Regions from separate parts of the Mus musculus genome. Here regions 1, 2, 3, 5, 6 and 7 are each linked to region 4. The links are chromatin contacts, called in public HiChIP or PLAC-seq and promoter capture Hi-C maps. All regions are on one chromosome and are shown on one strand. Each heading gives the region's core, a stretch centred on a gene start, on an enhancer-like site or on the middle of the called end of the contact. The rest is flanking DNA. Distances are from core to core; before and after follow the strand shown.

Region 1 (3,236 bases), core at 488-2,987, 560 kb before region 4:
CCAGAAGAGAAGGCTGGATTGATTCGCTGGCCTGGAGTTACAGATCAAGCTGCTGAGAACTGAGTCGAGGTTCTCCGAAGGGAGGAACAGTCGGGACTCTTTAAACAAGTAGCCTTGGCAACACGGCCAGACCATTATCCTCAAAAAACTTCACTGATACACACTACCAAAAGGGGGGCTGGGGGATTGGTCTTAGGATCTTGGAAGTCACTGGCAGTCAGGACATCTTTGTAGCCCCGTTCATGAACAGGACTAATGCATGGGCGGGGTACTCTGTGGTGCACTAGAGCTAATGCAGGAGTCAGGGCCAGACTGGGCATATGGGAGTCACATTCTCAAAAACGAACCAAATAAACAAAACCCCCAAGACTAAAAGCCCATTTCTGTTCTGTTTTGGCAGTGCAGGAACCCAGGCATGCTAGGCAAACACTCTACCCGTGAAGAACATCCCCAGCTACAACAGGCTACACAGCACAGGCTCCTTACTAGTAGATCTGGGGGCAATTAACACAGTAAGGTCAAGTGCTTCAGCATGTTTAAGAGCAGTCCTTCAGCTCTTCTGTATCTCTAAGACCAGTAAGGCCCCCAAGTTTCTTCGGCTAACCGGACAGAGTGAGGACTTCCCATAAAATCACAATAAGGGCCATTTATCTCTACCCATCTCACCAATTGCACCATCCACAGCCAACAGTTTGCCTGCGCCTGGTGACCCGGGGGCAATCCTGGGTTTCATCTGGAAACATCGGACTGAACCAGTGAATCAGCCTCGCTCAAAGCTAGCCGATCCTTTCTCTCCTTCTGTAACACCTGCTCCTCCCACAGCGCCTGATCCACCTGATCGTCGGTGAGTATGATCGGCTTGTACTTCTCCTCGAACAGCCTCTCATTGGCCTCTGAGTGCAGCTGGTGAGGCGCGACGACGCGGAGATGAGCGGGCAGATGGAGAAACTCGTCGTCGTTGATGTCGCAATCATGCATGCGATTCTGCAGAATCCACCAGCGGCCAACGAAACCCACGTCGAGGATCCGGCCGGGGAAGTCCACCCAGCGTGGCTGCAGGTAGCGGCAGCGGGCCTGGTAGAGGCTGGCCTGGGCGTCGAAGGGCGCTTCGTAAACCAGCGAGCAAAAGCCCAGGTTCACGTGACGCAGCCGCCCACGGCCCCTCAGCCACAGCAGGCGCTGCAGGAACGCCTCCGAGTGGCGGTTGCGCGTGGCCGGTGCCAAGAGCAACAGTGACCCCGATGCGTCCAGCAAGGCCTCCTCGAAGGCCGCCTCACTGGGCGCCAGCGCGCAGCACGCAGCCGCGCCGCCCAGAAGCCCCACGTACAGGGCCGCGCGGCCCGGTCGAGCTCGCGCCGCAGCCGCCGCGTCCCCGCACGCCTCAGCGTAGTCCCGGAGCAGCGCGCCGGCCCAGGTGCCTGAGGGGAAAAAAGAGCTGCGGTGACAAGGACTCGACCACTCGAGCCACCCACCCTGCAGCCTTCTGCCACTACTCACTCAGTCGCGTCCACAGCCCTGGCTTAACCGCCACCGTCGTGGCACCACCGGCCTCTCCTCCCGCTTCACCGTGCCCACCGGACCAGAATCTCTTAAGAGCCGCTGTCACCATCGTCTCCCTGCGGTTCCTCAGCCGAGTAGAAACGCATAGTGTCGGAATGAAAAAGGCCGGAGAGTAGATCCTGCGCAAGCGCAAGATACAGGAAGTAGTTTCCCACAGGAAGACAATAGGAAACGGACCTAAACGGATGTTGCCGTTGTGTGGAGAAGGGTGGGCTCTGAAGGGAAGTCGAGCGGCGCGCACGCGCATAGAGCAATAGCCACGCCAGCTTAGGTAGGCTCAGGTGAGGAAGGTGGGGTGCATCTGAAGGGACCCAGCTTGGAGCTGAAGTTCCATTCCGTGTATTAGGCTCCATGCAGGAGTCCAGACGGAAGCATCAGTCTTGGGGAGGGCTGTGGGATTGATGCGGTTCTGTCCACAGAGTGCGATGCGGTGACGCCTCTAAAGAGTCATGGCAGCAGCTGACGAACTGGCCTTCCACGGTGAGTGGAGCCCGGAAGTGGTCAGAGCTCCTACCTCAGTCCTAAGCTAGAACCCCAGGCAGCTGGGACCCAGACCTCAGGTTTATCTTGCACTCAATTCCTGCTTCTTCCATGAACTCAAAAGGCACATCACAGCGTCCAATTCTGCACAGGACCTAAATTGAATCCCATCTTAGTAGACAGACCTATCCATGCATCAAAACTGAAGAAACTCAGCCCTTAGGGGACGGCGGTAAGGCAGCCATAGCCCCAGTTGATGAAAGGAATTTTCAGATTCCAAACACCTATGCCCATATTCCCTCTCCGTAGAGTTCGAGGAAGCCACAAATCTTCTGGCAGAGACCCCAGATGCAGCTACTACTAGCCAAAGTGATGAGCTGACCTCCCGAGAGCACGTGGCTGTGGTTGTGGGTTCAGGCATTGGCTATGGAGCTGAAGTAGGGGAGGAAGAGGATGACAAGACATCAGTGAGTCTCCTAGGCCCCGATGATCTGCCTCTGTTCTTACCCTGGCTGAGCAGGCAAGTTCTGAGTCTTTTGTCTTATAGCTTCTACAGGAAGAAAAACCACAGCCCAGATTCTGGACATTTGACTACTATCAGAGCTTTTTTGATGTGGATACCTCCCAGGTAAGGCACTTGGAGTTGCTTGGAGTCCAGCCACTATACTTGAGGACTGAATGGGTATGGTGGGGCTGGAAGGCAAAAGCTAGGTTACAAAGTAGGCGTGGATAGGTGTGTGACTTAAAGCCAGAATGTTTCCCAGTCAAGCCAACCTCTAATGATAGACCAGGTCCAGTGAGAGGGTACATCCTGGAGATGTAGTTGCAAGACCATCCAGAACTTAGGGACTGTCCTTACTTTGAGAGGAGAGGCTGCAAGAAGCTGAAAGCAAGGTGACAGGCCTGAAATCCACCTTCACAGTGGTGACATGTTCGAGCTTGTTCAGTAGGATGTGCTGACACCTCTCAGAACACCAGGATTCTCATTCTAGACCCTGGGCTTTGCTTTCCAGGTCTTGGACAGGATCAAAGGCTCCCTGCTGCCCCATCCTGGCCACAACTTTGTGCGGCACCATCTTAGAAACCGTCCCGACCTATATGGTAAATGGGGGTTTATGTTTGAATCAATGTAGTATTTACTTAAACATGGGACTGTACCAGGCCCTGAAATGGGCAGTCATGCATGAAGAGCAAAA
Region 2 (3,186 bases), core at 192-2,691, 970 kb before region 4:
GTAAGTGTAACTCGGGTGTGGTGGTGCACGTCTGTAATCCCAGCACTCTGGTGGTGATCACAGGATAACCCGTGGTCCAGGTCATTCTCAGCTACACTGTGTGCTCAAGGCCAGGCTGGGCCACCAGAGACTGTGTCTCCAGAACAAAAATAAACTAAAGCACAACCAAGAAGAAACTGTATCTTCAGGGGCCAGCAACACAATCCTCCAGTATTCCCCAGCTTCTCCGGAGGCCCTTCAAAAAGGCCAGGCAACTCCCCTCCACTCCTCTTTGCCTTCATCAATCCCTAGAAGGCCATTCAGTTTCCCTCCTCCTCCCACTTCTGAGAGGGTCTTCTGTTGGCTCTTCCTGACTCGAAACCTCACCTCCTCCTGAATGCCATTCATGGTTCCTGCAATGACATTTGCTGACTTGGTCATACACCTGGACATTTGTTCCTTTGATAGGGAATGGAAACCAGGACTGGCACCTACAAACACTGCCCCTCAGCTAATCCAAGCCAACAGGGATCTTGTTTCTGTGCCTGCTTCTGCTCACTGAGCAGGAAGCAACAGGAGAGTGAGATCCAAGTTCTTTGGGGCATCTGCGCTTAGCAGGCTCATTTAATGGGCGATGGGCAAATGCAAACGCTCACCAGGCTCATCTGAACCGTCCTTACAGTCGCAGTAGTCGTCGTTCACCTGATCGAATGGGATGGTGGCTGTGCCGTCCAAACAGGTGAAAGGTTTAGATTCTTCATAGAAGTGATGGTCTGGTGAGGGAAACAAGAAGCTCTGCTCAGATCTTAAATAAATATTACCTCTGTCCCACTCACTCACCAGCTGAAATGCTACGGGAAACGGAGGAAAAAGGCTGAAACGCCCCTCCCGATGCACAAAGAAGAGACTCACTGCTGAGGGAAACGCCCCGGGGTCTCTTAACTTCTACAGCCCAACAGAGGGGTAGTAGTAGTAGCAGCAGCAGCAGCATCCCGTCCGGGCCGAGACCGGAAGTGTGTTATGCGGCAGGAAGATACGCGATGGCCTCTCACTGTAGGAAAGAATGAAGAAGCATCTAATCATTGGGAGAAGGCAGCTTACCCAAGACCGGCCTCACCACTGCTTCCGGAAAAGGAGGGCACAATCGGAGTTGGAAGTGCAAGGGCAAGGGGCGTCTCTCCGCCCCGAGCCAGTGGAAGAGTCTCAAAGTGAACTCAAAACCATAGGTCTCTCGGTAAAGAGGTGAAATGGGCAACTCCCGCCAAAGGTTCAAAGGATTTACGATCCCTCCACACCACCCACCCTGCTGCAACCTATAAGAAACTAGGGTGCCTTCCTCCCATCGCTACTTCATCACCTACGCGAGGTAGAGGCAAAGGTCAATAGCCACCACACCAGGTTAGCTCAGCAGCCACGGTTCCTGCAGTAGAATAAGAGAACGGAACGCTCCGGATACGTCACTTCCGTTTTGCTCATCCCTCTTGGCGAACGGCAACTCCGGGACGCCATGTTAGGAGTGGCAAGAGTGCGTGTGCGGGCGCTGAGGCGGCCATCTTGAGTAGGAACATGAAGACCTAACCTTAGAACAGATCGGAAGTGTAGCGCTTAATGGCGGCGTAACGTGCCTCCATCTTGGGAGTGGCGGGTTACTGGCCACTGCCAGCGAACACGCAGGCGTCACGTGACCGCTACGCTCGCGCCTCTCTTTCGCTGGGCCTCTTTGTGGGACCGCCCCTCCGAACCGAGTCAGCCAATAAGAGCAGTGGAGTGTAACGCGGGCGGTTTCCTTGGGAACGTGGGCGGGGGGAGGAAGTTACTTAGCAACCGGGAGATGCTAAGAGGCCCGCAGCCAGGCAGTTAGCAGAAGTGCATTCCCAGAGCCTAGGGAACCAGCGTTTAGGATCCTGGATTATAGAGGCCAACTTGTAGTTATTCTCCTACCCCTTAGAGGCTTCCCGACCTTAACCCGATCACCATGACGTCCCCCCTGTGCTGGGCAGCCGCGACCACCACGGTGACTAGCCCGGAGCAAGCTCCAGCGCCCTCTTCCAAAGCCAAAGGCAGTAAGGTTCACCGAAGCAAGTCTATGGGCCGGGCACAGGCCTGGCCTGCACATCATCCCAAGTCAGCAACCTCCTTCCATGCAATGAAGTCTTCTGTGCACGCACAGGTGCTTGAGTTACAAAGAAAAATCCAACTGTTAGGTAAGTATGGCTGCAGACTGCACCGAAGGATCCGGGATCAACCGTGCCCACCAGGTCTTCTGAGTAGGCGCTATGTGTTTCTCCAGCACGAGTCTATGTGACCAACTTGAAACAAACACTCAAATCTTATCTTTCTTTCCCATTTCTTTGTACTATTACCTCTTCTAATGTGCATATGGGTGAGTGAAAAGCACAGATTCTAGAGTTTGTTTTTCTTTATTTATTGTTCTGTTTTGCGTTTCTGTGGGCAGAGTGCAGTACTCTCAGATGCCAGGAGAAGGCATTGGATCCCTTGGAGCTAGAGTTACAGGTGTTTATGAGCTGACCAATGTGGGTGCTTGAGACTAACAACCTTCCTCGCTCTGCAGGAGCAGCAAATGTCCTTAACCACTGAGCCATTATCCCTCCCACCCAAATTTTATTTATTTATTAAATTATTTTTGAGAGTTAGCCTCATGTGGCCCAGGCTAGCTTGAACTCAAAGGAGACCTAGCTCCACCTTTTTGGGTGATTGGCATGTGCCACCATGCGGGCATCATGCGGTGCTGAGGCTGGAACCCAGGGCTCTATTCATGCTACTCAAGCACTTTGCTGAGTTATATCTTCAGCCCAAAGAGAGTTTGTTTCTCTGGGGTCTGAATCCTTGCTCTGCATAAAAGTTGTTTGATCTTGGGGAACTTAGAGTCATCTAATTGTACTCAGTTTTTCCACCTGTAAAATGGGCATAGTAACTGCACAGGTAGTACTTGACATTCATAAAATGCTCATATAGTGCATTGTTAAGTAGTAGAAAGTAAAAACTAGTGGCTTCCCTGGAGGGGGAGGAGATAATGCTGCCCTTCCCAGAGACTATTTAGCAATGTCTGCAGACTTTTTTATCATTTTGCTGAATGCAGGAGGGTACTACTCCAGTTTATTAGGCATAGGCGAGGAGAAGGCTTTACATGTTATTAGGCCTAATACAGCCCCCACAGCAAAGAATTATCAAGACCAAATATTGCTT
Region 3 (2,913 bases), core at 187-2,686, 690 kb before region 4:
GCTACTCACAGCTAACTGAAGGGCACTCCTGCCAAGCTCCTGTGGGGTCAGAACCGAAGCTGGTTCTGAGGAGGAAAAAGCAATTAAAATGTTCTTGGCCAGCCAGGCTGACTGCAAGAAAAGCAGTAACCCAGGCATTCATGGACCCTGGTTCTATCCATGGTGTCCCCAAATCCAGGCATGGTGGCACATGCCTGTCATCCCAACACTCCCGAGCTGAGGCAGGAGAATTAGGGGCTAGAGACTACACAGTGACTTATAGGCCAGCCTAGGCTACATGAGACCCTGTCTATAAAGTGAGGGAGAGGTGGAGCACTTTTCCCAGTGCTGCAAAGAAGTTGTTGGTGAGATTGTAACACCATCTCCCTTCCTGTCCAAATTCCAACGCCTCTCCTAAAACTAAAGTCCACTTTATGGATCTGTCCAATCCTACACGTTCAGAGAGTGGGAACGAACCAGGCCTGCAAAAGTCTTTGCCAGGTCCCTGGCCCTCCCTGCCTGATGGTCTCAGCTACGGGTGTCTGGGTTGCCTGAGGCACATCTGCACCAAACCAGGGAAGTAGGGACAAGGTAGGGACTGAAGGCTCACAAGGAGGACCCAGCCGGCCCGGATGTGTAGCCCCACCCCACCCGGGAGGGTCGTGCAAGCCACGCCCCTGAACATCATCCTCTTCCTCCATTGGGCGAGGGGAGTGGCTCGAGGCTCGCCTGTTCCGGCTGCACCCAATAGGAGCTCGGGGGTGCGGTGGGAGGTGGGGTTAGGGCGGAGTTTTGGGGCACGCGGCAGTAGCCGGGTTTGAGTGCAGTGTGGAGACCCCCAAGTCCTGTAACTACGACTAGCGACCCCAAAGTTGAACAGCTGGGCCTGGGTCTCCCCAGCCCTTAAAACGAATGATGGGACCCCTCCTCTTGGATTCCCTCACACATAGCTCTGAAAGACACCTCTGACTTGGGAGAGCACCCACCGGACTCCCCAAACCCACTCTGACCCCCTACAGCTCTGGCACCCTATTTCCAAAACACTTCCCTCCAGCCACGTGGGAAGGACATCACATCAAGTTCGCACGAATGGTTGTATTTCTCGACCAAAAATAAAACCACTCGGGGCTCTCCGAGTTCAGGACGGCTGCCCCTGACCCCGGGCAGGCTCCTGGCGCAAAGCCTTACCTGCAACTCCGGCAGCAGCCAGGAGCAGGGCGATGACCCAGCGACGCATCAGATCCGCGGTGCTCATCCTTAGCTTCTGCGTTGCGTCCTCACTCGGATCACAGACCCCGAAATGTTCCCGCTGCAAACACTGGATCGCGGGCCCCACGGTGTCTCGGCTGCGAATCTGGGCTCGCAAGCCTCACGGTGTCCCGGCTGCAAACTACGCCGCACGCCCAGAGTCATTCCCAGTACTAGGGGCGAGGTTTCCAGGCGGGGGAGGAGTCTGCAATGGGGTGATTTTCAAAAATCTTCACCTCACTGAGCGGGGAGGAGCTTGGAACGGCCGATGTGACATCGTCTCTTTTAACCCCTGAAGCTCCCGCAGCAGTGGGAAGTTCCTCAAATTCCTCCCACAGAATTTCACCGCTTCCCGGACACTTAGCCGCCCGCGTTGCTGTTTGAGTGTTCAAGGGACGACCCACGCCCTTCCACACCCTGGGTCGCCTTCTGACGCTTTCCTTTCCACCTCCAAAGCAAAACAGAAGTATGCGAAGCCCCCTCCCACCCCCGACCCCTACACTTCTTGCAGCAAGTTTGCTTTCCTGTCTAGGAATGGGCACATAGATTTCTGACCCAAGTACAGTTGCAGGTTTTATCTGGATCCGTCCATAAACACAAACACTCAGCGAGAAATGTATATAAAACGCGGCGGCGTGTGCGGGTGAGCGAGTTGGCTCAGTGGGTGAGGGTGCAAGCCTGAAGACCTGAGTTTGATCCCAGGGATCCACATACTGGAAGGAGAGAGAACCAGAACCAACTCCAGCAAATTGTCCTCTAACTTCCACACACACTCCCCTGTACTAATTAATTAATTAGAAAGAAGAAACATTACTTGGTTTGGGGGGTAGGACCCAGTAGTTAGAATAATTATAATTATTAATGGAAGAATTCCATAGCAAGATATGGTAACACTGAAACTAGGAAGAAGGCAGGCAGATCTCTGTGAGCAAAGTCCAAACTGGTCTGGACAGCAAGTTCCAGACTAGCCTGGGCTACACAGATTCTGTTTCCTCCTCCTCTTCTTTCCTTCTTTCTTTCTTTTCTTTCCTTTTCTTCTTTTGTTTTGTTTCTGTTTCTGTTTGTTTTGTTTTTCAAGACAAGGTTTCTCTGTGTAGCCCTGGTTGTCCTGGACTCTGTAGACCAGGCTGGCCTAGAACTCAGAGATCTGCCTGCCTCTAACTCCTGAGTGCTGGGATTAAATGTTGAGTGTTTACTACCACCCCACTACCACCTGTCAAGAGACCCTGTTTCAAAGCTAAAGTTGAAATTATTTTAAATAATTCATCTGAGAATCAATGGGTTCCTTCCTGTGTTGACAGAAATGTTGATTTTTGGTTTATTTCCTTAGGCACCTGCTGGTACCGCTTTATCCTGTTACAAGGAGTTGAACACACAGAAGGGCATCTCTTCCCTCGAAGCAAAACCAACCACATGTGGCCTTTTTCCCCTCTTGACACTGGATGGCTAAACCAGAAGGCTGTCTGCCATGGATAGAGAAGTTTTGATGAATCAAAGGCTTAGGGATTTTCTAAAAGGGACTCAGATTCTGTCCCTGCCTAGCTCCCTGCAGAACAAACCAGGGCTAGTGTGTTGGCTTAGTGCATGCAGCCAGGACTGACCTGATGTGAGTTCAAATCCGAGGACCCACATGAGAGGAGAGAACTCGTCCCTGTGACCTGCACATTCATATTGTGATGTGTCACA
Region 4 (2,834 bases), core at 73-2,572:
CTAGGACCCCATGCTGGCCTTGAAGGAGAAATTTCAAGGTGTTGTTTCCTCCAGTACTACCTCTAATCTACTAATCTTCAGCCCCTACGTAAGGAATTTGGAAAAAGTAAGGTACCTTAAAAAAGAAACCACTTTCTCCAAGAACCGTAAGGCAGAGACTGAGGAGGAAGACTTTATTGTTTCAATAAGAGTCTCTGAATTAATTACTCTGAAGTTCTTTTCCCCTCCCTCTTGTCAGGCATCGAAAACAGATCTATAACTAAGTCTGCACAGCCAGGTACTTGCGCACGTAGACAGCCCCCACAGCCAGGAGGATCCCCACCAGGGTTGCGATGGAGGTAGAGGCCAAGGCTATAGAGGCTGGGCTTAAAGCTGTGGGCAGGAGTGAAAATCAGGAACTAGGAGGTCTGAGGACCGCCAAGCGTGGAGCCCACGCCTGTTCTGCAGGCCCCCTTGGAGTGGCAACATCCCCTCTCCCGCACCCATTCCCTGGGATTACAGGATGCCTCACCGAGGACTGTCAACATAACAGGTGCCGAGCTGCTGCGCACCACTAGCCCGTCGAGATTGAGGCGCGCATGGCAGGTGAGTGGCTGCCAGAGGTCGTTGAGTCCGGCCCGCATCACGTAGGTCAAAGTGACATTAGCCAAATCTGAACCGGTGAAGCGCTCCAGGCTTTCATGATAAATCACTCGGCCACCTCTTCTCAGGCTCACCACCAAGAATCCCACTGGGAACACGTGTGTCACATAGCATCGCAGAGTGTACTTGTGGCCCACTAGGACCGGAGGCTCCAAGATCACGCTTCTGGGCCGTTCTAAGGCAAGAGAGATAAGGCCCACAGGCACCCCTTAAAGCAATTACCATCTATCCGCTTCCTCCACCCCTCTCCCCTCACCCCAGCCCGGCCTGAGCCCCGGTCTCCCTCACTGTAAGCAGTGATCCTGGCGGTGGCCTCTCGGGTTTCTCCTGCGCAAGTGACGACGCAGCGCACCTTGGAATTCCAGGCCCTCACATCCAGTAGCTGGTAAGATACCCAGCCGGATCCATTAACTATCTTTCCCTGCCGCAGTTGGGTGCGCAGGCTGGAATGCACCGGCAGGGGGCAGTTGTGGCTGCAGTTAAGCCACGCTGAGCCCCCGGGAGGCACGGCCTCTAGCTCTGGATTAAGACGCACCCAGAAAGGTGCTGAGGTCACGGAAGGCGCGGGAGGACTTTGCATCCACTCTTGCTGGGGGCTCCCACCCCTCGGATAGGCAGCCACCAGCAAAAGCGACGGGAGCAGAAGGGCAGACTCCATGGCACAAAGCCCGCGCTGAAGTGCGGGCGGAACGCCAGGGAGTTTAGGCTGGCCGCAGGAGATAAGAAGGCACCCTGGCCACGCCCCAGAATGGGCCTCGGCCGGCCCTGATGAAGATACCTGCCTCCCCTCCCATCAGACCCTACAATCAACCAAAAGCCATTGCACAGTTCTGGACCTGCTCTTTAGTTTTTACGTAAGCCCCAAGAAGTCTTTAAAAATTAAAAAATAAAATAACGCTTGGTGATGGCACATGCCTTTGATCCCAGCACTCCCAGGGAGGCAGATCTCTGTAAGTTCAAGGCCATCCTGATCTACACTGGGAAACCCTGTCTATCTAACGTAGATTTTACTAGACATGGCAGTGGCTTTGTCATTTAGTCCTAGCATTCAGGAGACAGGTTGGCCCATCTTTGTGAAGTCAAGGCCAGCCCATTCCACATAGCAGATTTCAGGACATCCATGGCCACAAAGAGAACCTGTCTCAAAAAAGAAAGGGGGTGGGGGTGGGGACCAACCTGATCCACAGACTCAGAGTTAGGGTTAGGTTACCAGACAACCCTGAGGCATTATGGGAGTCGGCAGTCCTTAGGGCTTTGCCTAACTGATGTGATGACTGTACACAAACTCACAAGACACTCAGGCCGACATAAAACTTTATTGATTCAAAGGAAAGGTTTCTGTGCTGGGAGGGGTGCTTACCCTCCCACAGCAGCTTGCACGACCCTTCTAAGGAGTTGGAACATTTCCTTCCAGGCTTTCTCTTTGAGGTGGAGCCGCCTGGGACCATGATTTCATGAGCATGAGGCTCGATTGTTCAGCTGCTAAGGCATGGTGGCTGACATTGGGAACAAAAGTAGGTGGGGAGGTGCTGGGACGCTCCAGGATGTGGAGGAGCAGAGAACCACTGCCAGTCCACATAGTGTTTATGTGACTGGTGAAAAAAGTCGACCCTTATGAGAAAAGCATCCTGACCAGTAGAGAAACCCTCGACCCATGTGATCTTTCCCCAGACTCTCACAGCATCTGCAGCAGGGTCCAGGCCATAACTTATACATTCACCTCCTCACTGATCTACTATATACAGGGTACTCAATAAATAGCTGGTAAAACTCTAAATTAATAAATACATCAAGAAGAGTTGGGGACAATGTCTCAGCTTTCCTGTGTCGGGGGGAAGTGTGGTCTTCTTGCTTGTGTCTACTGGATATCATGTCTTCCTTAGGCAGGAGCCCCTCAGCAGGGGCAATAGAGAATGAAGTCAGCGTTTCTTGGCTGAAGGTCCACCGGGCTGTAGGTGGGTCCGGGTCACACGTGTTCACAGTCTTGCTCCATCCACCGAGTCCTCTTAGCTCTGAGGCTACAAGTGTGCATCCCCCAGGCCACCATCCTGTTCTGTGACAGCCAGAGGAAGTGGCTGAGGGTAAATGCTGTCTACCATTCTGTTCAAAAGCAGCAGCAGCTGTTGCCCTGCAGGGGGTCCAGGCAGGAGTCTCATCCAGCAGGCTCAGGGAGGTGGGGCTTGTCCCTTGAG
Region 5 (3,123 bases), core at 268-2,767, 810 kb before region 4:
TGCTTCGGGGAGGTGCCCTTCAGTGGACCTAGGCAACTTCCACTGCTACCCCAGAGTAATCCCACCAGGCTCACCTCTGCTGGATCTGTCGCAGCCACTGTTGCTGCTCTGCCATCTCCCGCTGCTGTCGCTGCACGTGGCCAGTGAGAGCCCATAAGAGGTGGCTCTGCTTATCAGCTCGAGCCTGTGGGGTAGTATATAAACCTTAGCTGGGAGATCTGGGTCACCTCCCATCTCCTGACCACTGCAAGTTTCTCTGTTACCATCCATGGGGCCCAGCAAATGTCCAAGACCCTCTGGCCTCAGTTTCCCTGTTTGTAAAGTATATCTAAAATGGGACTTGCTCTGTATAGTTTGTAGATGCACATCAAACAATATTGATTGGTTTCTTGATACATAGCACCAGGACTGCGTGGGTCCTGGGAATCCATCTCAGGTCATGGGCTTGGCAGCCTTTACCTGCTGAACTAACTACCTTGTTGGTCCCTTACTCATTCATTCATTTACATATTTTGAGACAGGGCTTCATGTACCCCAAGCTTAACCCGGATGTCTACCTAGCCAGAAATCACCTTGGACTCCACACACACACACACCCACACACACCCACACACACACACACACACACACACACACACACCTGCCTTTATTCCCAGTGCTAGGATTGTTCTTTCTCTTGTTCTCTTTGAGACAAGGTATCACCATGTAGTCAGCTGGCCTAACTTTGTAGCCAAGGCTGCCTTTAACCTTCTATTTCTCCTGCCCCTGCCTCTGGAGTTCTAGAACCACAGCTGTGCCTGCTTCTTGCCCTTACTTGCAAAGGTCACTTCCAGAAGGTCACTGAGGCTGGAACCCCATATACAACTGGAGGGTCCTCTAGCCCAGGATTCAGTGGTGGCCTCTTTCTGAGAAGCAGGCTATACCCCTCTCAGACCTGGGAGTCCCTTACCTTTAAGGTCTCAAATTCTTGGTGGGCTTGACCGAGCCAGGCGCCTCTCAGCTGCACTTGTAGTCTCCGTACAGTGTCCCGCAGAGCCTGCTGGGCCCGGGCCACTTCCCCCAGTGATCGGGCTGTGGCTTCAGCTCGAAGGTGTAAAGCGTCCTCTTCCACCTGCTCAAGGATGGTGTGTCATCAGGGTATGTTTCCTCTGTTCTGGGTTTACCATTTCCTCAGACTCTTACCTGCCACCAACACCCAGCTCCAGTGCTCACCTGAATCTCCGACAGGCTGGTGCGAAGCTCCTGTGTGGCATCCTGGCCCTGCCTGACTTCTGTCCCCAGGAATTCCAGTGCTCTGTCATAGAGGCCCAGGCTGTGCCCAGCTTCTGTCAGGCGAGCCTCTGTGGCTCTGTACACGCCATTGAGGGCCTGGCCTAGCTGCAGGGCCCCGTGAAAGAGCAGGGTCAGCTCTTCATATTGAGCTGGCTCTGGACCACCCAGAGGGGCCACTGGAGCGGGTCGCACTGCTGATGCTAAGGTCCACAGGAGGCAGAGAGCAAGCACAGCCATGGCTGACAGTTTCGTGGGTGTGGTTCCCGGGCCGCTGCGGCTGCCTTTTATTTCCATAGGCTGCCATTGACCCCCCTGGTCAATGGTTAACCGGCCATGGTTGCACAAGGGCCTGGCGGAGGCTCAGCCATTGCATCAGACTGATGGCTAAGCAGGCCATGCTGATATCACGCTGCTAGAACTCAGGGCCAGCTGTGTGTGGGGGTTGGAGGTAGTGGGCAAGCTCAGACCAGAGCTCTCAGCGCCAGTGTCTGTATGAGCATATCACTGCCTTGAGCCTCAGTTTCCCATCTAAGTGTAGAACGTGGCTCCCTTCACATCCAACACAGCAGGCCCAGTATTGCTGGGCCACCCAAAGGGCCATCCAGGGGCTCCAGCCTTGTCTCCTTCCTGCAGACAGCTAATGCAGGGGTCACTGGGTGTGGCCAATAGCTGTGGAGGAGGGGCGAAAAAGTGACATGACAGACATCCTCCTTCTGAGATCATGGAGCCTGACTCCCCGCATGGTTTATGATCTGTGCTAACTTCGATTTAACTTCCTAGAACACACAGGGCAAGTACTGCAACCCATTTTCTCTACCTAGGCGTCCCACAAGTAGTACTAAGCATTTGTTGAACATCCACTTTGCGCACTCAAAGGAACAGCCTTGCTTCCCTTGCAAATAGAACGTTACACTCTGAGGTTGCGGTAGGAGGAACATGAGTTCAAGGCCAGCCTGGGCTACAGAACTAGATCCTCTCTTATGGCAAGAAAACAAGAGCTGAGGTGATGCTCAGAGGTAGAAGGCTTTCGGGGCACTCAGCATTCCATCGCTAGCACCACAGAAAATGGCCGTGAAGTTAGTCATTCGCGATGAGCTTGACACCGAGAGTCACAGGACTCTGTCACAGAGACCCACTCACTGTTCTGTGTGGAGACTCGCTGTTACTGGTTGTTGGTACAGAGCTTCAGAGGCTGAGCTAGCAGGCCAGATGCCTCCATCACACAGCTTAAGGGGGCCTACAGGGTTGGGGCTTGTGCACTTACAGCTGGGGAGAAGAGGCAAGACCAGGTTCCGGTTCTCTTTGTATCTGAAAGACAGACCCTATAGATAACTCCAGGGAGCCAATAAGGTGGTAGTGTGGGCTGCGGGAGGCCAGTCTGCCACCTGGCTACTGGTGGGACCACCTTATGTTTTTAATTATTTATTTATTGTTGGGGGGCAGGGTTGAACAGAGATGTCCAAAGAGGCCAGAGGCATCAGGTCCCCCTGGAGCTGACTGAAGTGGGTGCTGTGAACTGAACTTGGATCCTCTCAAAGAGCAGTGCGTACCCTTAACTGCTGAGCCACTTCTCCAGACCTCTGGCCCTCGGGGGCTGGAGCCAGGGCTCAGGTGGTAGAGTACTTGCCTAGTGTGCACAAAGCCCTGGGTTCCACCCCCAGTACCTGATATGCCTGTCACCCCAGCACTCTGGAGGTGGAGACAGGAAGTTAAGACCTTAAAGTCCTTCTAGGCTAAATAGCAAACTCAGATCTGCCCTGAGCAAGATGAGACCCTGTCTCGGGTATTAGTTGTTTTGGTTTTGCTGAGAGAAGATTTCCCTATGTAGCTTTGGCTGACCTAGAACTTGCT
Region 6 (2,979 bases), core at 242-2,741, 930 kb before region 4:
TGAAGTAAGTATCCCATCCAAGGGAGACCCAGGACCAGGGAGGTTGTCACATCCCAAAGTTAAGGACTGGCTTCCAGCACTTGAATCTTTCTTCTCTGGGCTGAGCTTAGAAGCCTGGGCAAGCCATGGGGTGACCTTCATCTCTCCACAGGGTAAGAAACTCACTGACCACTCTGTCCTAGGGCTCAGTTTGCCCAACTCTAGGCTGGCTCGAAGGCAGCAATGCTGTCCCAAGCCTAGGGCATCTGGCTGCAACCAGCACTGTGCAGGAAAATATCGCTTAAGTAATGGCAGATGTGGGGCATCGGCCTCTGCTTCTTTCTGGGTTTCAAGGGCCACAACAAGCCCACAACTGCCATTGGCTCCAAGACGGTGGCTAAAGAAGGCAGCAGTATCCAGAAGCAATGCAGCCAAGTAGGCGGCTTCCTGGGCACTGGGATCCTCTGCGAGATATTCTTCCAGGCCGTCCAGGAGTAGAAGGGATGGGGTCGGTGCTGGGGCCTCATGGGCAGAGGCCAGCAGCTGGAGAAGCTCTTGAATTGAGGATGGGTACTGGAAACGAACCTTCTAGAAGATAGGAAAAGGCTAGACTTAATATAGGAGGTCAAAACTCCCTATTATGGCTACCTCACTTCTATACTTTCCGGTCTAGGCTCTCATGGTCCATATATAAAGTTCCAGGATGAAGCACCAGCTCAAATACTTCACCCTTGTCACCTGCCCTTCTCCAGCAGTTGTCACTGCTCAAGATTATTTAAGGAAAAAACATTTTTTTTCTTTAATACAGGGCCTCATGTGACCCAGGATGATCGCAAACGCGTTTTGTAGCCAAGGATGGCCTGACACTTCTGAGAACTGAATCCCAGGCATATATTATCAAGTCTGGTTAAAGGGATAGAAAGAACCCAGGGCTTCGCGCATGTTAGGTAAATTCTCTGTTCAGTTAATCCCAGTCCGTATTTTTTTGTTGTTGTTTTTGGTGGTTTGTTTTGGTTTGTCACCCATGCTCACCAATGCCGCCCGACCACAGGACGGTCTTTCACTTCATCTTAACTAAACCCGCACTGTCCCGTCCCACGACCCTACTCCGCCTCTTCCACCCACCACTTCCACAGACGCTTTATGACGATTTAGTTGTGAATCTACGATTCACGCTGCCATTTGCCTATCGAACTGTCACTCAGGCGCGAACTAGCCCGCCATTGGGTAACGCATTGCCAGGTCCAGCCCTCCGTTTACCTGGAGCCGCCAATGCTCTCGCGCTGTGGGTGTACTGAGCGGCAGGCTCTGAAGGGGCCTTCGCGTCACGAAGAGGACGGACCCGCGGCCTTCCCCTGCCGCCTCAAGGGCGGCTGCAAACAGCAGCGACGTCTGCGCAGAGCGCGGAGCGCCGAGCAACAGCAATGGCGGCCCGGCAGCGCCATCCTCTCCTGGCCTTGCCGCGCAGCCGGCATTCAGCACCCGCCTCAGCGCCTCCGCCATTTGCTGAGTGCCGCTGACCAATCAAAAGCGATATCTCATCTTGGGCCCGCCCACACAGAGGCCTCATTGGCTATAGTTCACAGACTAAGTTCGTCGCTGGAGCTGTCAGCCAATGATCAAAACACGGAGCGTGGAGGAAGTGGGTACTTTGAGGGAATTGCTGCAAGAAGCCGTGTGATCGATTAAAAGGAAAGGAAGGTCGAGGGTCCAAACGTGCTCCAAAGAGACGCCCAGGCTCTAGGTCGGAGCTGTAGAGAATGGCTCAGTCGTTACGAGCACTGGCTGCTCCTCCAAAAGACCCGGGTTCAGTTCCCACCATCTACTAGGTGATTCACAGCCATGCACAAGTACAGTGTGAGGGAATCCGACGCCCTCTTCTGGACTCCGCGGACACGTGGCACCCATATATTTATGGCCCCGCGCTTATACACACACTCATGTAAAAATAAATCTAAACATTAAAAAAAGTAGAAGCCGGTCGGTGGTGTCGCGCACCTTTAATTCCAGTACTTGAGTGGCAGAGGCAGGTGAATCTCTTAAGATCAAGGCCAGTCTAGAGAAACCGTCTCAAAAAAAAAAAAAAAAAAAAGTAGGTTCCCTTAGATATATATTGAGGTTTGCAACCAGCCTGAGTTACATGAGCACCTATCTTTAAAAATAATAATAATGATGATGATAACCAGACTTTTAGCTTGCCCACCTGCAAAATGAATATTGTGATTCCATGTGATCATTGTAATGCGTTGGTGTGAACAATTGCTGATGTCACCGAAGCAAAGTTCACAGAGACCTGTTTGCTTGTCTCTGCATAGTTGAATATGGGGAATTTTATTTTTTGGTAGGGTCCCAGACATTTTAGCCTGTGCCACTATGATAAGTTAATACAAGGCTGGGGGTGAAATTCGGGGTTTTGTCCATGCTGAGCAGGCACTCTGCCCTCCATGGGGGGAGGGGTGATTACATTTATTTAGTTGGTGTGAGTGTGTATATACTCCCATTGACACAGAGTGCATGCACTCTGAGGACAACTTCTGGGATGGGATGCAGTTCTTTCTACCCCACCATGTGTGTCCCCTGGATGACAGATTTTTAAAAAAAGATTTATTTATTTATTTTATGTATATGAGTGCTCTGTCTTCATGTACACCTACATGACAGAAGAGATCATCAGATTCCATTGTAGATGGTTGTGAGCCACCATGTGGTTGCTGGGAATTGAACTCAGGACCTCTGGAAGAGCAGTCAGTGTTTTTTAACCGCTGAGCCATCTCGCCAGCCCCTGGATGACAGATCTTCAGGGCTGGTGGCAAGAGTCCTCTAAGCCATCTCACTGGCCCCGATTTCTGGGATTTTTTAAAAATCTTTTTTTGTGTGGGCGTGTGCAGGATTACCTGTGCCACCTAGCGTGTGGAGGTCAGTCCTTACCTTCTAGCTCATTTGCACAGTGTGTCTTGTTCACTGCTGTGTATGTCAGACTGGATGACCGTCACAGCCCCA
Region 7 (3,228 bases), core at 389-2,888, 720 kb before region 4:
AGCAGGAACCAACAACGAGGCTTTGCACAAGAAGGGCAAGTGCCCAGCTGCTCAAACTCCTGACCCTCTGGTGGCAGGGGAGCCTCACTCCCTTCCCTGGAGGAGCACTGGGGGCTGACTCCAAGGTCCAGTGAGTGAGGACTGTGGCCCAGCACCCTGGAGAGCCCCCAGCTCTGCATGCCTAGGCTCTGAGTCACTGCCCAGCACTGGCTGGCTGCCTGGGACATCTTGGGGCCAGGCCACAGCCTCCTGCCCAAATTCCTACCCACAGCCTGACTTGCTCCTTCTAAGAGAACCAGCCAGAAGGAGGAGCAGTCCTGAATCTAATTTACAGATGAGGTAAACTGAGGGACGGATCCATCTGGCCATTTCCCTTAAGTCCCAAGACATTATATGAAGTCCAGGGGTTGACCCATTCACCTGTGTTCTACTGCCACCAATCCCTAAGGCACATAGTGTCTTCCTCTGAAGTGTCACCAGGACTAGGTGGTTTTTTAGGACAGTGGTAAGAGCACCCAGCAGGTGGCCAGCCCCTTTCTCCAGTCTCTCCCTCTTTCTGTTGGGGTTAGCTGCAGTTAAGAGCTGTTTCCTTAAGCAGGAAAGATGCATAGACCTAGGAAATGAGCAGGAGGAGCCAGGCAGCCAGATTTGAAGGCTGTCTCCTCATGACACAAGGGCTGGGCTGGAGGCTGGAGAGATGGCTCAGTGGTTAAGAGCACTGACTGCTCTTCCAGAGGTCCTGAGTTCAAATCGCAACAACCACATGGTGGCTCACAACCATCTGTCATGGGATCTGATGCCCTCTTCTGGTGTGGCTGAAGACAGCTACAGTGTACTCATATAAGTAAAATAAGTAAATCTTTAAAAAAAAAAAAAAAGCTGGGCTGGTGTGGGGGACAGGATCGGTTGTCTGTTATGGGCATGACCACACTTGGACTCTACCTGTGACCTCTGTTGTTGGGGCCACTCTCACCTGGATCTCGGGACCTCCTAATAGGTCCTTTTTACTGTGTGTCTGTATGGAGAGTCACAGTATGTAGGGAGGTAAGTGCAGGCCCCGGGGTGCAGGCATGCTTGTGAGAGGTAAGGGATCAGTTCTCTCACCTTTACAAGGATTACGACCAGATCAAACTCGATCACCAGGCTTGGAAGACAAGCGCCCTTACCTACCCTTTGAGCCACAAGCACATTCAGGCTCCTGCTGGCTGAATGGTTCTGTGGCAGCCATACTTGTAAGTGGCTGGAGCTATGGAAGTATGCCTGGCTGCGCGCATCATCTGGAAATGGAAACTAAACCCAGGCTGGAGATTTGTCTCAGGTTTCACACCTGGTAGGTGTTTGAGCTCCGGGGTGGGGGTGGGGGTGGGGGGACTCTCAATCTCCTGCTAGGAAGGAGGTCAGCACACCTGGCAATAAGGAAGTGACAGGGGATAAAATGCTGGGGGGGGGGGGGGAGGCTGGGAGGGTAGAGATGGTGACACAGAATAATGCTAAGCTGGGAGCAAGCTAAGGACTGCCACCAGGCAACCGCAGAAAGCATCTTGATCAATCTGGGCCTGCAGTCCACAGTATAGGGGGAAGATTTTCCAGACAGCCAGTGGCTCTGCTGAGTAAGAGACTGATCTAATTAAGCTCCAAGCTTCTCCCACACACTCCCTACAAGGCCTGGCCAAAGGGCGGGACAAGGGAAGGACAGAGCTCCTCTAGGGCAGGAAGCAGATTCGAGTAGGGGTGTCAGACAAGACACAGGAAATCTAGGGAGACTTTCCCCAGGCAGGCTGAGTAGGAGTGATATTCCTGAGAACTTAATCTCAGAAAACCACAGTGGGAGCTGGAGCCGCAGCGGGCGCTGGGGAATGCTGGCTGCCTAGCAGAGCACCCTTCCCACTGTCTCCCCCGTGCCATTCCCGCTGGGGCTCCAAGCTGGCTCACCACACACAGCTGTGGGCTCAGACACTGTGAGTTGGAAGGGACCACAGCCTGGGGGGCTGGTGGTCAGCGGGGAACAGCAGTTCGTGTGTCAGAAATCAGCTGCTGCCTGCCATTCTTGTCCTGGGCAGAACTGAATCCACAGAGACGAGGCAGGCAAGACCACCATCACTTGCCCACCCTGGGTCAGATAGGTACTGCACACACGGGTACACATCCAGGTCTTTCACTGATTGCTATTCTGAGCCCAGAGAACTGCAGGCAAAGAAGACGGGAGAGCAGAAAAGGGGACCCTGACCCAAGTACCTCCCATTCCCCTCGCTAGGTAGGCACTGCACAGTGAGTTAAACACCAGCCCTTCAGTGCCTGTTGGTAAGTAAAGTGTTTTTAAGACAGAGTCATGGGCCCCAGGTTGGTCTGAAACTCACTATGTAGGGGAGGATGACCTTGAACTCCTGATCTTCCTGCCTCCACCTCCCCAGGGGTAGGGTGACAGGTACGGGTGAGGACACTTGGCTTTGCAGGGCCTTGAAAATAAAAGCTGAAGCCCAGGATCAGAAATGCTCACCAATGGGTGGTGGCACTCCACTTTAATCCCACACCCTGGAGGCAGAGGCAGGCAGATCTCCAGTTCGTGGCCAGCCTGGTCTACAGAGGGAGTTCTACAACAGCCAGAACCACACAGAGAAACCCTTGTCTTGAGAAGAAGAAAGTCAGTCCATCACCTTCCATGCATGATGTCCCGTGGGAGCCCCACACCTGCTCTCCAGTCTGTTAACTCCCAGGACGTGGAAGCTCCACCATGCTGTTAGCCACACATGCCAGCACCATGACTCAGGGAGGCAGTCCTTGAAGGCCTGTGAAGCCACGGGCTTTCCAGGCCACTTGCTTCTCCACTTTCTCTCTGAGGCAGTTTGGCTCTTGCCCCAAACAAAGGGCAGAAGGAAGGACGGATGTGCCACCCCGTGGATTCAGAGGAGATGGCAGGCCTGGGTAGAGGTCCCACCAGTCTGGCAGAAGGTGGAATTACTGGGCTAACGAGGCTCTGAAGTGCACAGGGTCACACAGAAAACTACAGCAGAGCCAGGGTCGGAGCCAGGTTGTTTGTCTAGTGTATCTCCATTCCTGTTCTGTTTCCCCAAGACTCTTTCCCTGAATTTTTCTTTTCTTTTTTCCCTTCAGGGGGAGGGGAGGGAGTTCGAGACAGGGTTTTCTCTATGTAGCCCTGGCTGTCCTGGAACTCACTCTGTAGACCAGGCTGGCCTCGAACTCAGAAATCCGCCTACCTCTGCCTCCCAA

Evidence for each region. Promoter capture Hi-C pulls out the DNA fragments that hold promoters and counts their contacts. HiChIP or PLAC-seq counts read pairs in DNA pulled down with a chosen protein or histone mark. Capture Hi-C pulls out chosen DNA fragments and counts their contacts.
Region 1: a promoter capture Hi-C map of liver shows a contact between it and region 4, with 2.5 times the contacts expected there. The contact joins the promoter of Yipf2 here to the promoter of Icam4 in region 4. A contact is called at or near these places in 3 of 39 promoter capture datasets (liver, neutrophils and pre-B cells), 2 of 115 datasets of contacts at active chromatin or transcription factors (large pre-B cells and pancreatic cancer cells) and 2 of 9 other capture datasets (liver and macrophages).
Region 2: a promoter capture Hi-C map of liver shows a contact between it and region 4, with 3 times the contacts expected there. The contact joins the promoter of Prkcsh here to the promoter of Icam4 in region 4. A contact is called at or near these places in 3 of 39 promoter capture datasets (liver and pre-B cells), 1 of 115 datasets of contacts at active chromatin or transcription factors (memory CD8 T cells) and 1 of 9 other capture datasets (adipose tissue).
Region 3: a contact with region 4 is called in an HNF4G HiChIP or PLAC-seq map of pancreatic cancer cells. The contact joins the promoter of Ldlr here to the promoter of Icam4 in region 4. A contact is called at or near these places in 2 of 115 datasets of contacts at active chromatin or transcription factors (memory CD8 T cells and pancreatic cancer cells) and 2 of 9 other capture datasets (liver and pancreatic islet).
Region 5: a promoter capture Hi-C map of liver shows a contact between it and region 4, with 3 times the contacts expected there. The contact joins the promoter of Angptl8 here to the promoter of Icam4 in region 4.
Region 6: a contact with region 4 is called in a promoter capture Hi-C map of erythroid cells, with 9 times the contacts expected there. The contact joins the promoter of Swsap1 here to the promoter of Icam4 in region 4. A contact is called at or near these places in 1 of 39 promoter capture datasets (erythroid cells) and 1 of 484 Hi-C or Micro-C datasets (CD8 T cells).
Region 7: a contact with region 4 is called in an HNF4G HiChIP or PLAC-seq map of pancreatic cancer cells. The contact joins the enhancer-like site here to the promoter of Icam4 in region 4. A contact is called at or near these places in 2 of 39 promoter capture datasets (liver and pre-B cells), 2 of 484 Hi-C or Micro-C datasets (Th1 cells and muscle stem cells), 1 of 115 datasets of contacts at active chromatin or transcription factors (pancreatic cancer cells) and 1 of 9 other capture datasets (liver).

The regions. Positions count from the first base shown.
Region 1 is chr9:21,591,332-21,594,567 of GRCm38.p6, reverse strand. Yipf2 (Yip1 domain family, member 2) reads left to right here and starts at 1,737. Exons shown (of 8, transcript NM_138303.2): 1 at 1,737-2,040; 2 at 2,350-2,507; 3 at 2,588-2,668; 4 at 3,054-3,141. The coding sequence starts at 2,010. Timm29 (translocase of inner mitochondrial membrane 29) reads right to left here and starts at 1,846. Exons shown (of 2, transcript NM_178619.4): 1 at 1,498-1,846; 2 at 1-1,418. The coding sequence starts at 1,609. The coding sequence ends at 730.
Region 2 is chr9:22,001,243-22,004,428 of GRCm38.p6, reverse strand. It overlaps Prkcsh (protein kinase C substrate 80K-H), which reads right to left and starts at 1,441. Exons shown (of 18, transcript NM_008925.2): 1 at 1,341-1,441; 2 at 892-1,030; 3 at 636-752. The coding sequence starts at 970. It overlaps Ccdc151 (coiled-coil domain containing 151), which reads left to right and starts at 1,795. Exons shown (of 13, transcript NM_029939.3): 1 at 1,795-2,183. The coding sequence starts at 1,955.
Region 3 is chr9:21,722,099-21,725,011 of GRCm38.p6, reverse strand. It overlaps Ldlr (low density lipoprotein receptor), which reads right to left and starts at 1,436. Exons shown (of 18, transcript NM_010700.3): 1 at 1,168-1,436. The coding sequence starts at 1,234. It overlaps Gm26511 (a long non-coding RNA gene), which reads left to right and starts at 1,656. Exons shown (of 4, transcript XR_001779098.2): 1 at 1,656-2,913.
Region 4 is chr9:21,027,920-21,030,753 of GRCm38.p6, reverse strand. It overlaps Icam4 (intercellular adhesion molecule 4, Landsteiner-Wiener blood group), which reads right to left and starts at 1,322. Exons shown (of 3, transcript NM_023892.3): 1 at 931-1,322; 2 at 512-817; 3 at 158-372. The coding sequence starts at 1,300. The coding sequence ends at 260. Icam1 (intercellular adhesion molecule 1) reads right to left here. Exons shown (of 7, transcript NM_010493.3): 7 at 1,940-2,834. The coding sequence ends at 2,808.
Region 5 is chr9:21,833,904-21,837,026 of GRCm38.p6, reverse strand. Angptl8 (angiopoietin-like 8) reads right to left here and starts at 1,517. Exons shown (of 4, transcript NM_001080940.1): 1 at 1,213-1,517; 2 at 950-1,111; 3 at 75-184. The coding sequence starts at 1,509. All of the region lies in intron 14 of Dock6 (dedicator of cytokinesis 6), which reads left to right.
Region 6 is chr9:21,954,265-21,957,243 of GRCm38.p6, reverse strand. It overlaps Swsap1 (SWIM type zinc finger 7 associated protein 1), which reads right to left and starts at 1,491. Exons shown (of 2, transcript NM_025870.1): 1 at 1,240-1,491; 2 at 1-567. The coding sequence starts at 1,482. Gm45914 (predicted gene, 45914) reads left to right here and starts at 1,238. Exons shown (of 1, transcript NR_132099.1): 1 at 1,238-1,960.
Region 7 is chr9:21,751,126-21,754,353 of GRCm38.p6, reverse strand. No RefSeq gene overlaps it. Among named protein-coding and RNA genes, the nearest start is that of Spc24, 7.6 kb to the left of the region's middle. Within about 2 kb of position 1,638, at least 133 of the 459 cell types and tissues checked have an H3K27ac peak or open chromatin away from gene starts, as enhancers often do. A contact at or near this core is called in liver, muscle stem cells and pancreatic cancer cells, where this site is marked.